2 separate regions of the Sus scrofa genome follow, and region 1 is linked to region 2. A link is a contact called in public HiChIP or PLAC-seq data. All regions are on one chromosome and are shown on one strand. The core of a region is the stretch at or near the end of the contact, and the rest is flanking DNA. Distances in the headings are between cores, read along the strand shown. Region 1 has its middle 17 kb from the start of FAM46A. Region 2 overlaps IBTK (inhibitor of Bruton tyrosine kinase).

Evidence for each region. HiChIP or PLAC-seq counts read pairs in DNA pulled down with a chosen protein or histone mark.
Region 1: a contact with region 2 is called in an H3K27ac HiChIP or PLAC-seq map of alveolar macrophages. The contact joins two enhancer-like sites. A contact is called at or near these places in 2 of 47 Hi-C or Micro-C datasets (embryonic fibroblasts and subcutaneous adipose tissue) and 1 of 2 datasets of contacts at active chromatin or transcription factors (alveolar macrophages).

Annotation. Positions count from the first base shown.
Region 1 is chr1:84,524,524-84,531,752 of Sscrofa11.1, reverse strand. No RefSeq gene overlaps it. Among named protein-coding and RNA genes, the nearest start is that of FAM46A, 17 kb to the left of the region's middle. Within about 2 kb of position 5,597, at least 9 of the 83 cell types and tissues checked have an H3K27ac peak or open chromatin away from gene starts, as enhancers often do. A contact at or near this core is called in alveolar macrophages, where this site is marked.
Region 2 is chr1:84,058,395-84,065,018 of Sscrofa11.1, reverse strand. All of the region lies in intron 26 of IBTK (inhibitor of Bruton tyrosine kinase), which reads right to left. Among named protein-coding and RNA genes, the nearest start is that of IBTK, 88 kb to the right of the region's middle. Within about 2 kb of position 2,413, at least 6 of the 83 cell types and tissues checked have an H3K27ac peak or open chromatin away from gene starts, as enhancers often do. A contact at or near this core is called in alveolar macrophages, where this site is marked.

The DNA.
Region 1 (7,229 bases), core at 4,348-6,847, 460 kb before region 2:
GGGTGGTCAAAGAAGGCCTCTATTGGAGAAAATAATTAAACCACGAACTAAAGTATAAGCAACAGCTACCCTTGAGAAGCCGGGGAAAGAATGTTCCTGGGAGACAGAGCAGTTGTGTACCGAGGCACCATGAACTGGTGTCCTGTAAGTCTGGACATGGGTTCTTGGTGGGGGTGGGTAGGGTATGCTGAGGAAGGAGAGAGGTTGTGAGATAGGGTGGGAGAGAAAGTCAAAGGTTTACTCATGTAGGCCATAATGAAGAGTTTGGACTTTATTATGAATGCAAGATGCCCCTGAAGGCTCTGAGCTGGGGACCACCATGTTCTGATTTATCTTTTGAGATCCTCCATTGCTGCTCTATGGAAAACAGAAACAGAGAAAAAGGGAAACTAGTTAATAGACTGCTGCAGATTTCTGGGCAAGCAGTAATTCCAGCTTCAACTGCTGTTTTACAAACTGTGGGTCACACAGTCGTTTTGGTGTTCTTGACAAGCAACATCAGTCAGTGCAGCAGAATGATGTGCAGTAGAAAATCATCGTATTACTTGAGGATATTTTTCTTTCTGTTCCTTATGCATATACATATAAATAGGCAAGTAGTGAATTTCATCACGAAGTGGATTTATCTCTCTTCCTAGTGATCAAAGATGCCACTGGCCAATACCAAGATGGCAACAGTGGAGGCAGAAAGAAAGGCAGATTCATCACCATAAAGATGTCTTCAAATACATGGAGATGGGAGAGATCACCTTAGAAAGGGCATGGAGAGAGAGGATATAGGAGGTTCCTGGTAGGCTACTGGTTAAAGATTCAGCATTCTGGAGTTCCCATTGTGGCCCAGTGGAAACGAACCAGACTAGTATCCATGAGGATGCAGATTTGATCCCTGGCCCTACTCAGTAGGTTAAGGATCTGGCATTGCCATGAGCTGTGGTGTAGGTCGCAGACATGGCTCGGATCCCTTGTTGCTGTGGCTGTGGTATAGACTGGAAGCTGTAGCTCTGATTAGACCCTAGCCTGGGAACTTCCATATGCCTGGGTGGGCCCTAAAGAAAAAAAAGAAGACCAAAAAAAAAAAAAAAAAAGTTTCAGCATTCTCACTGCCATGGCTCCCGGCCTGGGAACTTCCACATGCCTTAGGCATGGCCGAGAGAGAGAGGAGGAGACAGAGTTCTGTGATACATTTAATTTCATTTTAAGTATGGCCTTCCTATATTTATACCCTGCCCATTCTTTAAAAAAAATTATTTATAATAACTTATACAGAGTAATAATATAATCACATTGTACCATTGATATAGGAAAATGACAGATAACCAGCCATTTTTTTTTAAGGGTACATTTAAAAAGAATTGGAACATAAGCTGCTGGTCACCAGTAGGGCGGGTCTTTCTCTCACCTTTCAGCTGGGCGTTACTCTTTTGGGTCATTGACAGATCTCTAGCAGAGTTTATAAAGAAGTTCAGAATATTTACAACAAAGTTGCATGAAAGGAAGGAAATAATCAACTCTCTATTCAGTCTTTATTTCTTCCGAAAGAGAGAGTGTCTTTTGAGGTCTTCTAGGTTTGCCGAACTTCTTCAGCAATGCAGTCTGATCTCTGCTTGGTTTAGTATACAAAGTCAGCACCATAACTGTTCAAAAACTTGCATCATCACCACAGTGAGTAATAAAAATGTCTTGTGCCCTGGGTCACATGCCATGTTTATGTTTCATTTTGCCTCATTGAGAAGGTCATCTGAATGGGTCCCTCTCTCCATATCTACTTGAGCATCTTGGATTAAATCTGCTATGTGGGATAGTCTCGGACCTGATGAGAAATAGATTTATAGTAAATCATCAGTGAAATTCAGAAGCTTGCCTTGGAAAGAAAGGGTACATGCCATGGGCAACTTGCAAATGCAGAAATCCTTTAATTATAAGTCATGCCCTTGCCTGAGGAACTTTATACTATGCTGACAAGAGGCTGAAACTAATAGTAAGCCTTTTCATTTTACATACACATATGTACACACCCACTATCTAGGAACATGTTAAGACCTATATGTTCAAACAACCCATTTACAAATTGCTAGATGAAACCAGCATTAACTCCCTGCTCCCTCTGCCCTTTAAAGAAACCAGCTTATTATTTCCTCACCCTTCTCCTTCATCAACTGGGATCCTCTGCATCTGTTGTAAAAACATGCCTCTCTCCTCTCCTCCTATCAGACACTTGTCTTGCTGTAGGATAGGTGACAACCAAAAACTGAAGTGCTATTTTAATAACAGACTCTTAAAGATTTCCTAGTCAAAGGAATGAGTCTCTAATGGTAGGAAATTAACTTCCACTGGGAACTTTACTAGTTGCTACTTGAGATGCCTTCCTCCAGCTGCTCAACTGGACCACCCAGGCAACTAACTGCATGTGCCGAATGTCCATACATTTTGATAAAGCCACCCAGAAATTCTCTCTTGACCCAACAAGCTGTGCTGCTGACTGTACTGTAAAGCCATTCCTGTGCCAGACAAACCACAGAATTTCAGCAAGTAAGGAGTTGAAGAAGGCAGCAGCATTATTTTTGATCTGTTTTTTCATTCTCAAACTTCACAGTCTTGGAGCTTTCTGCAAAATTTCAGTTTGGTTTGTATTATTCACTGAGGAAGTCTGGTGCACATAACAGCTTCCTCTTAAGATAGATAAGACCAGAAGGCTAACAGTTCTTTGGGTAAGTAGGATTAATTATCAGGAAGCTGTTGATAGTTCATTGCTGACCTGTAAAAACCTAGGAAGAATGAGGTCAGCTAAAATAATGAGTCCATTTAAAGTTTGGGTCATATAAGACGTCACTAAGGATCACATTATTTCAGCAAAGAAAATATTACAGAGAGCTCTCCTCTTAAAAGAAAATAGTTTTTCTGCTGGAGAGCTTCCAAACCGCACCATTGCAAAACCTAAACACTCTAAACCATTGAAAGTTAATGTTTAACTGTCTGGTTCTAGTTGTTTTGAAAACCCTTTCTCCCCCGAGAATTGATTTTTGTCAAAATTCAGGTGTCATTTGGCTTTTAATCCCAATTATGTTCCTTATGCTAGATGGACATCCTTTCATCACCAAGGGGTTATTTTTCTTTTTAATATCTGAAGTAATGTAGAGTGTATTTTACCCTGCCCTGTGCAATTAGGAGAAGCAGTAATCAGCATTTTACGAGAGTTGGGGAAAAACAGTAGAAAGCAGGGCTGGCCCAAGGCATGATGGTGAGATGCCCCCCCATTTTTTTTTAAGCCCTTGTCTCCTAACTTGTCATTTAACTTTTTGTGTGCCCTAATCTCTATGAAATCTTGTTCAGCCAAGGTTCAGTGGCCCTTCTAAGCCTCTTCTGTTGGAGGATAAACTGAGAGTGGACATGATGTAGTGCACAGCATGAGGCCTGAGACATAGGAGATGCTCAAAAATGGAGGTGCCCGCATCTTCCTCAGCATCCCCTAAACCTCAGCACTAAGGGATACTGGATTACGATGAAATTGCTTGCAAGTTTGAAGACTGAAGAACTTTGCTTGAACTTTTTGCTTGAAGACTGAAAAACTTTCTGAACATAGGAGCGCATGTGCATGTGCTGAAAGTCCTGCCTGTGTGTATGTCAAACCTTGGAAGCCTAGTAGGAGGTAGAGAAGAGATTCGATGTGGTAGCAAGTTGGGGAAGGCTTCCCTATTCCAAAAAGTGACAGCAACTGCCTCTTCATTAGACCAGCCTTGCAGGAAAAAAAGTGACAGTGTTAGTGAAGCTTGGGAGCCAGGCAGTGTCTGGGACCTGATGGTTCACACCAGAACCAGACAGTCCAAGGCCCTGGTACATTCCAAGCCCACTCCCCTGGCAGCCCACAGGCCTGGATTCTTCCATCTTTCTTCTGCCACTACCATTTGCAAAGGATCTGATTAGTTAGTTCATTTTTAAGGGCCATAGGGATAGAGGCAGATATCAGATTTGTGAGATCTGAAACTTACACAATGGCAGGAGCCCTCTTTCACAGAAAGAGTACAAGATAATAAGCAGTAGATACAAATGTGATTATTTAATTAGAAAAAGAAAAGAGCACTTGCAGCAGCTTGGGTCACCACTGTGGGGTTCAATCCCTGACCCAGGAGGGAACTTCCACATGCCATTGGCAGCCAAATAAACAAATAAATAAATAAGAAATCTCCACAAAATATATTCTTAAAACGCTGGAAAATACCACAAACATCACAAACTCCATAAAAATAATGTTTTTTTATTACCTTCCTGATATACCCCTGTGGTATATTAGTATATTTTTAGTACGTTTCTTGTTTTTTTGTTTTGTTTTTTGGTTGCAAACTCTGATTGCTCCCTCATGAATCTCCTTGATAGGAGAGAACTTTTGAGTTAACCACATTCATCCATGAGAACCAGAGATTTGCCTACAATTTTTCATGTAGGATGATGTGAAGAACTTTCCATAAGGAAGCTTTTGGCTCTGAACAATTTGGAACCTTTTTTAATCCTGTATAGCCACATACATCTGGCATTATAAGAGCATGCTCAGATCTCATTGAAACCTCTAATCCTATGTCCTTATTCCATGACCCCATATGAGTGGGCAGTGGAAGTATTTCTGAAAGTGCTCCTGCATGAGGTCAGGTAACCCAGCTTAGCTACACCTGGAAGCAATGGCAATCCACATAAATACATCCCACCAAACCCACTCTAAAAGGATTCCCAGTTCAATTCGCCATTCACCAAATACCCAAAGTGTCCTCAACTCATCTGACACCACCCAGTGTGAAGGGAGGTGGAGAGGAATTCCAAACAGAGAGAGATAGCATATGGTTAAATTGTTTCACTTTTCCAAATGTTGCAGAAGCATATGCCTGAACAAATGAGAATCCCCAAAGATTTAAATGTCTTTAGCTTCCTAGGAGATCCACCTCTGCACAAAGTCTATATCCCAAGACAGAATTTAGAGGATGAGGGCAGGTTCCTACCCTCCCCCACTGGTGGAAAGAACTCTTTGATGCTAAGGTATACTTGGTAACCTGTGGATACTTATACATATGTCATAAACAATAATACAAGTGTTATCACTAAAGTCCTCTGTGCACAAGCAGAGGCAATCTCAGAGGCAGAAATCATGATATCTGTCTCCCTGGAGAATGGAGGGGACATCTTCCTGAAACAGGAAGCACCTTCTTCCCTCCTACCCCTCCTCCAGCACCACCCAAGGCAACCTGAAGCAACTTAGATTATGTTAAGAAATGCTTTAATCCAGTTTAATAATTTTGTCTGATCCTTTAAATCCTAGCTCTACCCTGCCACCAAAAAGGTCTGTGAACTTGGACAAATTAGTTCACCTCTCTTAAGCGTCAGTTTCCTCATCTCTATAACGGCAATAATACTTGCTTTGCAGAAATGTGGAAAGGATTAAATGGATAGCATAGGGTAGCTGCTGGGCACCTAGTAGGTGACAAAGATACTGGAGCTATCGTACTTACTGTCCACGTTTCAAGAGTGACTCTAAGGGAAGAACCAAGAGGGGCCTCCTGGACACCTCAGGGTCCCGGGCCTCCAGATGTATCACACTTGGCACACAAGGTCAAACTATAAATACTATGGGGTGATGCTTTCAGTTTCAGTTTCTCTGTTTTGCCCCAGAGCCCAGTAGCAACCTAGGGCGAGTGACCATAGAAATAGGATAGCCATAGCACTCTGTGAACAGAGTTCGTTAATAAACATGAGGCTTTTAGAAGGCAACAGTAATTCAGTTCATGCTCAAAGCACCCTCATGACGCAGGGTCTAATTCTGAAACTACATAAGATTTGGGAAGTGTTCTAGCCTCAGATACTTTGCTGTTTGAACAAGAGCAGCAAATTGCCCCTTCTATGACTGCAAAGAACTGGACAAAGCCTTTGTAGGCTGTGGGGGTTCTGTCAAGATTTTTTATCTAAAGTGATCTGTCCTCAGGGGTCTAGACACTGCTGCTTGGATGTGTCACAAGCTCTGCCTAGCCCACAAAATCAGATAATTTGAAGCAGCAGATCACTGTTACTGATTGACTCTGACGCCAGATCACACTGGGCTGCAAATCCAGCTCTAATACTTACCATCTTTACAACCTTGGTCCAGCTACTTATATTCTTTGTGTCTTAAGTCCCTTATTCTAACATGAAGATAATAAAGCATTTACCTCATCAGATTGGAGTGAGTATTAGAATGAGAATTACATGAAATCATATTTCTCTAAGGCTTTATGCTGCACACTGCAAGTATTCCGTAATGGTTAGCACGAGCATTAAGTGAGAAATCTGATGATGTCCAGAAATTTTTGGTTTTATCGATCTGGTGCTCAGAAAAAAGGTTAACTACAGAGGTAGATTTTAGTTTTTCTGATTGTTAGTTTCCTGTGGCTGCTGTTCAATTTGGACTTTAAAACAACAGAAGTATATTCTCTCACAGTTGTGGGGGCCAGAGGTCCAAAATCCAGAATCAGTATCATGGGACCCAAGTCATGGTGCTGGCAGGCCACGCCCCCTCCCTCTGGAGACCCTGGGGAAGAATCCGTTTCTTGCCTCTTCCAGCTTCTGATGGCTGCCGGTGTTTCCTGGATTGCAACCTCATTATTCCACTCTCTGCCTCACATTGTCTTCTCCTCTGCTTTCTAGATCAAAACTTCATCTCCCTCTCTCTTTTAAAGAGGCAAATGTTAACACTGAAGTCCCCTCTCCGTAATGCAAAATAATCCAGGATACTCTCTCCATGTTAAGACCGTTGTCTTAATCCTGTCTACCAGCTAACATCTATAAATTCCAAGGATTGGAACTTGATATCCTTGGAGCCCATTCTTTAGCCTACTTCACTAGTTAATATATGATACTGTAAAACATGGATGAAGGTAAAATTTATAAGAAGAGAGATCTAAATATAGATCACTGGGAAGCAAAGAAAAATGAGCCACTACATGGAAGTGAGAAGCAGAGAGGAACAGCCCACGGAGACAACTATGGTAGGGGTTAGAGGGAGGATTTTTAGCCCACGGAGACAACTATGGTAGGGGTTAGAGGGAGGATTTTAGCCCATGGAGACAATTATGGTAGGGGTTAGAGGGAGGATTTTAGCTTCCGAGGGTATAGTACTTTCACAAAGGACAACACACCAGAAACACTTTGGAGAATCAAGGAGGGGGCCAAAAAGGAATCGTTGGGTTTGACTATTAGGAAAAATACCCATACAT
Region 2 (6,624 bases), core at 1,164-3,663:
TATTTCTCCTCTCCCCTGCAGTCTATAGACTACAGTCCATTACAAACGTCTTCTCATTCTTCAAGGACTGGCTCAAATATCACCTTGTCTTGTGTGCACTGGTGGCACAGTGGTGAACACAGCTGCCTCCCAAACATCACCTCCTCTCTGCTCTCAGACCATGTCAATTACTGCTTTAGACCTTCACACGTGGTATTTGTACTGTTTACACATCTGTGTCTTAACTGCTAGACTAGTCTCTCAAGGTACAGGACTTTTCTTTCATCTTTGTATCTCAATGTCCAGCAGAACACCCGGAATATATAGTTGTTTGTAAAAAACTAGAAAATAAATAACTGAAGCAGAAAGCCAAAGGGTTTTAAGCATGGGATGGAATAAAAGCAGAGGTTTTTTTTTTTTTTTTTTTGAAGTTCCTTATTGTTTTGAATTACTGATAACTTGTTTATTCTAGATGTAGGTACTGAAATACAAACTGAAATGAAAATAGGTAGGTAACAGGCTCTTAGTTTTAATGAAGTTCTATGACTTGAAACTTACTGGATACCTGACCACTGATATCCAAAAAAGAAGTCTCCAGGATGAAGTAAAAGAAAACTTCTGACCAGAAGAAAAATAAAGCCAAGGAGATGAACTAGAAGGTTGTTGGGTTAAACTTGTTATGAGATGATGAAAATCTAAACTAGAATGACTGTAAACTAAATGGAAATATGCTACATTCTGATAATTACCTTAGACAGACTAAATGCAAAATCCCCTTGGTTAAGTTCCTTGAAAAATTCTTAAGTCAATTAAGACTGGAGACTAGAGGCATTTTAGGACAATAAAGTATAACACAGAGTAATGAAAACATAACTTAACTGGTGCTCAAAAATCATCCTTGGGGCTTAGGGATCAGCTTGTGTTTTGCACTTTCAAAGAAATGTGAAAATAATGTAAAACCAATTATTTGTTAAGTAAGAAGCAGTAACTACAAGCCCCATCTTTAAAAATATGTCATTGGTTAACAGAATTAAATATAAGGACTATAATAACCTACATAGGTTCTGTTAAAGTTAAGCAATCAGAGCTTAGGTAAAAAACTTTATGTAACATTTTATAGTTTACAGAGTACTTTCATATAAATTATATGACATGAACCTTTGTAATAAACCTATATGGTAGGCATTACTGTTCTCAATTCAGAAAGGTTCACAGAAGGCTACTGGTAAACATCAGACTAAAACTCAAATCTGTTTCATAAGATTATAACGCTACAATTCCATAAATGACTTTCAATGGAGAAAATCATCAATTATAAATTTACTCAAACAACTTGAAATCTATCAAAATTTCATCTTAGAATGAAGCAAACCAGTTAAAACAGAGCTATGATTAAATATAAAATGCCTAAGCTTTCAGATAAAAAATAATAACATTATGAAGCTTTAGGTATTTGCAACATAGAAAAAGACATCCCAATAGATAATCTGTATAAAATTTAGCCTTCTAAGAAACAACATAAAATGGCTGGCTAAAATCTTTCAAAGACTTTTGTTCAAAGTGAGGAACATTAATCTTGCCAAATTTAGACTTTAAGAGAACAACTAAATTACTTCTTGCTTATACAATTGACATTTTTAAAAAGAACTACGCATTATCCCAATTACAAAGGTTTTTATAAAAAATGGGAGCTGATATGATTTTGTCTCACACATAGTTTTTCTTACTAATTAGAAACACAAGTTCACATTTTCTGCCCAGAATTACATAAGGGGGTATTTCAGTGAAAGGAAAATGAAAGAAAACACATTAAAATGGAAAAGAACAGGAGTAACAATAAACAAACAGAAACTGCATAAATTTCTCTTTTCACATCAGTAAGTAACATTGCCATTCTTGGATATCCCTAATATTAGAGGGGGAAAAAAAATCACATTTTCTACAATTAAAACAAAAATGTGTTATTTGTGGAATTTCCTGAGAGGAATTTCCTCTCTCCCTACTATCCTGATTCCCTAAAGAATAATAAGCATTCCTGTCTTCCTGCTTTAATTCCCACTATTTTCTCTATTTGTCTCTCCTCTCTTCTTTTAATGATCCCGTCCTATGTTAGAATAAGCATTCCTATCTTCCTGCTTTAATTCCCACTATTTCTCCATTTGTTCTCCTCTCTGCTTTTAATGATCTCATTCTATGTTCAAAAGCTTGTAGCAATGAAATGGATCAGTATTTTTCTAATACTGTTCATATGGCCATAAATATAATGATTAAATATTTGGAACAGGATAGGGAAAGAGTTTATAATACTCCAGCTTGTACTCCTCAATGAGTACAAGCCCATGGTCATTTTTCCTTCTCTGAACCTCTCATATAGCACTTAGTCATACACTGCTTTGTGACTTCTTTAACACTGTTAAACTGTAATTTTATTCTTCTGTCAATGAACTTCCATGTGTGCATATGTAGACACACCACCTAGACTTCAAATACATTTAAGGCTGGGCCTGTGTATTATGTATACCCAAGAGAAGCCAGCAGAATACCATACATATACCAAATGTCACATAATTTGGTGAATTAATAAATATTTTACTTTATCTGTTATATTTTATTACTTCCTTTTAAAAAAGCTCTTATGATTACATATTTCCTATGACTAAATTAAAATGAAATCCAAGCAGTTTTCTTTCTCAGTGATCAGATGACAACACATAACTATTTAAAACATTAACTTCCACTTACCAAACACCCAAACTATGGAGAGAGCATGATCCATCATATGCTCCTTTAGCTAAAATTTCCAAAGCAGTGTAACAGCACCCTTTTCACAATTAAGAGCCCTGATGTTATAGCACACTCTAGTGATCAACTATGAAACCACAAATCCACAATATTTTAAAAGTTCCACAGAAGACATATTTATCCAAAGAAATTAAATTTTTAAAAATAATGTAAAATTTTAAAATGTTAAAATATTAAAACCAACTGAACCATTCATATCTTAAAATACATACATCTATGGCATATAACCACTACATTAAAAACAAGTTACTGGAAAGAGAGCTACAATTCTGTTTCATTTATTCATCCTCTCGTTCACCAGATGCTCACTGAGCACCCACCACCTGCTAGGTAACATTCTAATCACTGAACATACAGCTGAATATACAGACATTCCATGGGGAGTACATTCCAGGTAGCCTAGTGAATGCCAGAAACTGCAGAGTACTGAACCCTATATATACTGTTTTTCCCCTATATATACATACATATCTATGATAAAGTTTAACTTATAAATTAAATTAGGCACAGTAAGAAAGTTACCACAATGATAAAACAGAATAGTTATAACAATATATTGTAATGAAAGTTAGGTGAATGTGGTCTTTCAAAACATCTTATACAAACTTAATGTCTTTTCCACCTTAACTAAGAACTAATCATGCATGCACTTTGGCTTTTGCACATACAAAAAAGTTTGATCTGATGTGCAATAGCAAAACTATTATGAATTTCTCCTTCATAATTTTATATATGAAGAGTCATTTATGCCAAACTCCTTAGCAACCTCAACAACATACAATTTTTTTTCTCACCTTATCAGATCGAGAACTCTCCATTTTCTCACTTAAAGGAAGCAATTTATGGCTCCTCTTTGGCACATCCGAATTGCCAACATCACTATCTCTGAAGGAAACATCCGAATAAGATGGAGATATCAAGAAGGCAGAGGGAGAGTCAAATCTGCCTTAGATGTGGACAGGCAATTCAACTCTTTAGTGTAGAGCTGATAACTAAACATAGAAGCTCATGAAATATCATAGAAACAATATAAGTGAGGGAGTTCCCATCATAGCTCAGCGGAAATGAATATGACTAGCATTCATGAAGACACACATTCAATCCCTGGCCTGGCTCAGTGGGTTAAGGATCCGGTGTTGCTGTGAGCTATGGTGTAGGTCAGAGACATGGCTCAGATCCTACACTGCTGGGGCATAGGCCAGCAGCTGCTGCTCCAATTAGACCCCTAATCTGGGAACTTTTACATGCTATGGGTGCGGCCCTAAAAAGCAAAAATGTAAGTGAAATGAAAGATGACCTACTAGTGAACTGCAAGTACGATGAGTCATATAAAAAGTCCATGGTGTTGGCAATATGGAGGTCACTGCTGAACTTAACCCAGACAGCTTCAGTTTAGTAATGGGACTAGAAGCCAGAATGGATTAAGAAGTGAGGGTGCTGACAGCTCTTTTGAGAAATCTGGCTGTGAAGGAAGCAGGGAATTGGTAATAATAGGACAACTGCTAGAAGAAAGTGTGGGGGCTAAGTGAGGGATTCAATACCCCACCCATTCTACATGCTAGTGATTTGAGGATATTCAAAACCAGATGGGAAGAATCTACTTAAAAGGAAAAGGTTGAACATCTATGAGAGAGGGATAATAAATAGTTTAAGCCTTCAGAAGTGAAAAGCGGTTAAGATATAACTATAGGTCTAATTCCTAGTGTTAGATGGGAAGGATAACTCTTCTATTGCAAAACAAGAAAGGAGGATGAGATGAAGACAAACAGAGGTGGGTTTCTGTGTATTTGAAGTAGGAAAATAAAGAAGTTACATGTCTTTCTATAAGCATGCCTATGGGATAGCACTTATAACTCACAAAAACAATGGTATGTTTATTTTTCGATTAAAAAGTCTATTAAATTTTTAAAAAAATATTATCACAGGAATTCCCGTCGTGGCTCGGAGGCTAATGAATCCGACTAGGAACCATGTGGTTGAGGGTTCGATCCCTGGCATTGCTCAGTGGGTTAAGGATCCAGTGCTGCTGAAAGCTGTGGTGTAGTTTGCAGTGATGGCTCTGATCCCACGTTGCAGTGGCTCTGGTGTAGGCCGGTAGCTACAGCTCCAATTGAACCCCTAGCCTGGGAACCTCCATATGCCATGGGAGCAGCCCAAGAAATGGCAAAAAGACAAAAGAAAAAATATTATCACAGATGTAGGTTCATTACGGAGGATGACCAATAACCAATTAAATTTTTTTTTCCAACTGAAAATTTGAATAGAAAAACCTCATGAAATATGTATACATAATGACTATTTTAGAACATTTAAAAATTATAATTAGGGGGTTCTCATTGGGCTCAGCGATAACAAACCCATCTATAGTATCCATGATGTTGGGGGTTTGATCCCTGGTCTCACTCGACGGGTTAAATATCCAGCATTGCCATGAGTTGCAGTGTAGGCTGCAGACGTGGCTCTGATCTGGCGTTGCTGTGGCTGTGGTGTAGGCTGGATGCTGCAGCTTTGATTCGACCTCTAGCCTGGGAACCTCCATATGCCATGAGGGTGGCCCTAAAAAAAAAATTAAAATTATAATTATATAATAAACACATTTATGAAATATATATAAAATATACATGCATAAGTGTGTGCGTATATACAAGTAGCACTCAAATGTAGTTTGGACATGGAATGCTAAGAGGGGTTGATTTTTTTTAAAATCATTTATAATGACATTTATTTCAACTAGGATTTTCTTAATACTGGACAAAACAAAATGAGAAATAAATTGAATGTTGAGGCTGATAAACTTCCTCCTCATAATGCTTTATACAGTTTTAAGTAATCATTTGTTTAAGGTTGTTCTTTCAGGCTGCATGTTCTATATGAGCAGGAGCTGTGTTAATATTTTTCACCACTGTAACTCAAATACCTATGGTAATGTCTGATCCAGAGCAGTTAATAAATGTCTTACATTGCACCCAATTTGTATTTATAAGACTTATGAAAACAGCCTTAATATTATTACATTATCATAAGAATGTGTTGGGGTTCCATTTAAGATTTTAATTTTATTTTATTTATTTATTTTTGTCTTTTTCTAGGGCCACATCCACAGTATGTGGAGGTTCCCAAGCTAGGGATCCAATCGAAGCTGAAGCCACCAGCCTGTGCCAGAGCCACAGCAATGCCAGATCCGAGCCACATTTGCAACCTACACCACAGCTCATAGCAACGCCGGATCCTTAACCCACTGAGCAAGGCCAGGGATCGAACCCGCAACCTCATGGTTCCTAGTCGGATTCGTTTCTGCTGCGCCACGATGGGAACTCCAACATTTTAATTTTAAAATAGCAATCCACTGCCAAAGCTATTTAAAAAGTTGGACAGACCAGATGACTCCTTCAGGTCCTTCCTAATCTCTGCTTTTCTGTACTAGAAGTAAACAGCTCAAGAACTTTAGCTGCAAATGTACCTGTATATAATAAGAAAGCAGGTCACGTTATCAACGCTAAAATTATGTTTAAAACAGTTCACCTAAATAGCAGTTTCCAAGGCTTTTAGAAGACCGACAGTTCCTGAGCTGCTTCAGGGCAGGTAAGGCAAGGTTAACTAATGATTCCCATCCCCTTCCTCACTTCAATCAGAAGTTTATATTTCCTAAATATAGATCAATTGGACAGGATAGAAAGCCCAGAATTAAACCCACACACCTACAGTCAACTCATCTATGACAATGGAGAAAAAACAGCCTGTTCAATAAGTGGTGCTGGGAAAACTGGACAGCCACAGGAAAAGAACACTCCCTAAGACCATACACGAAAATAAACTCAAAATGGATTAAAGACCTAGATATAA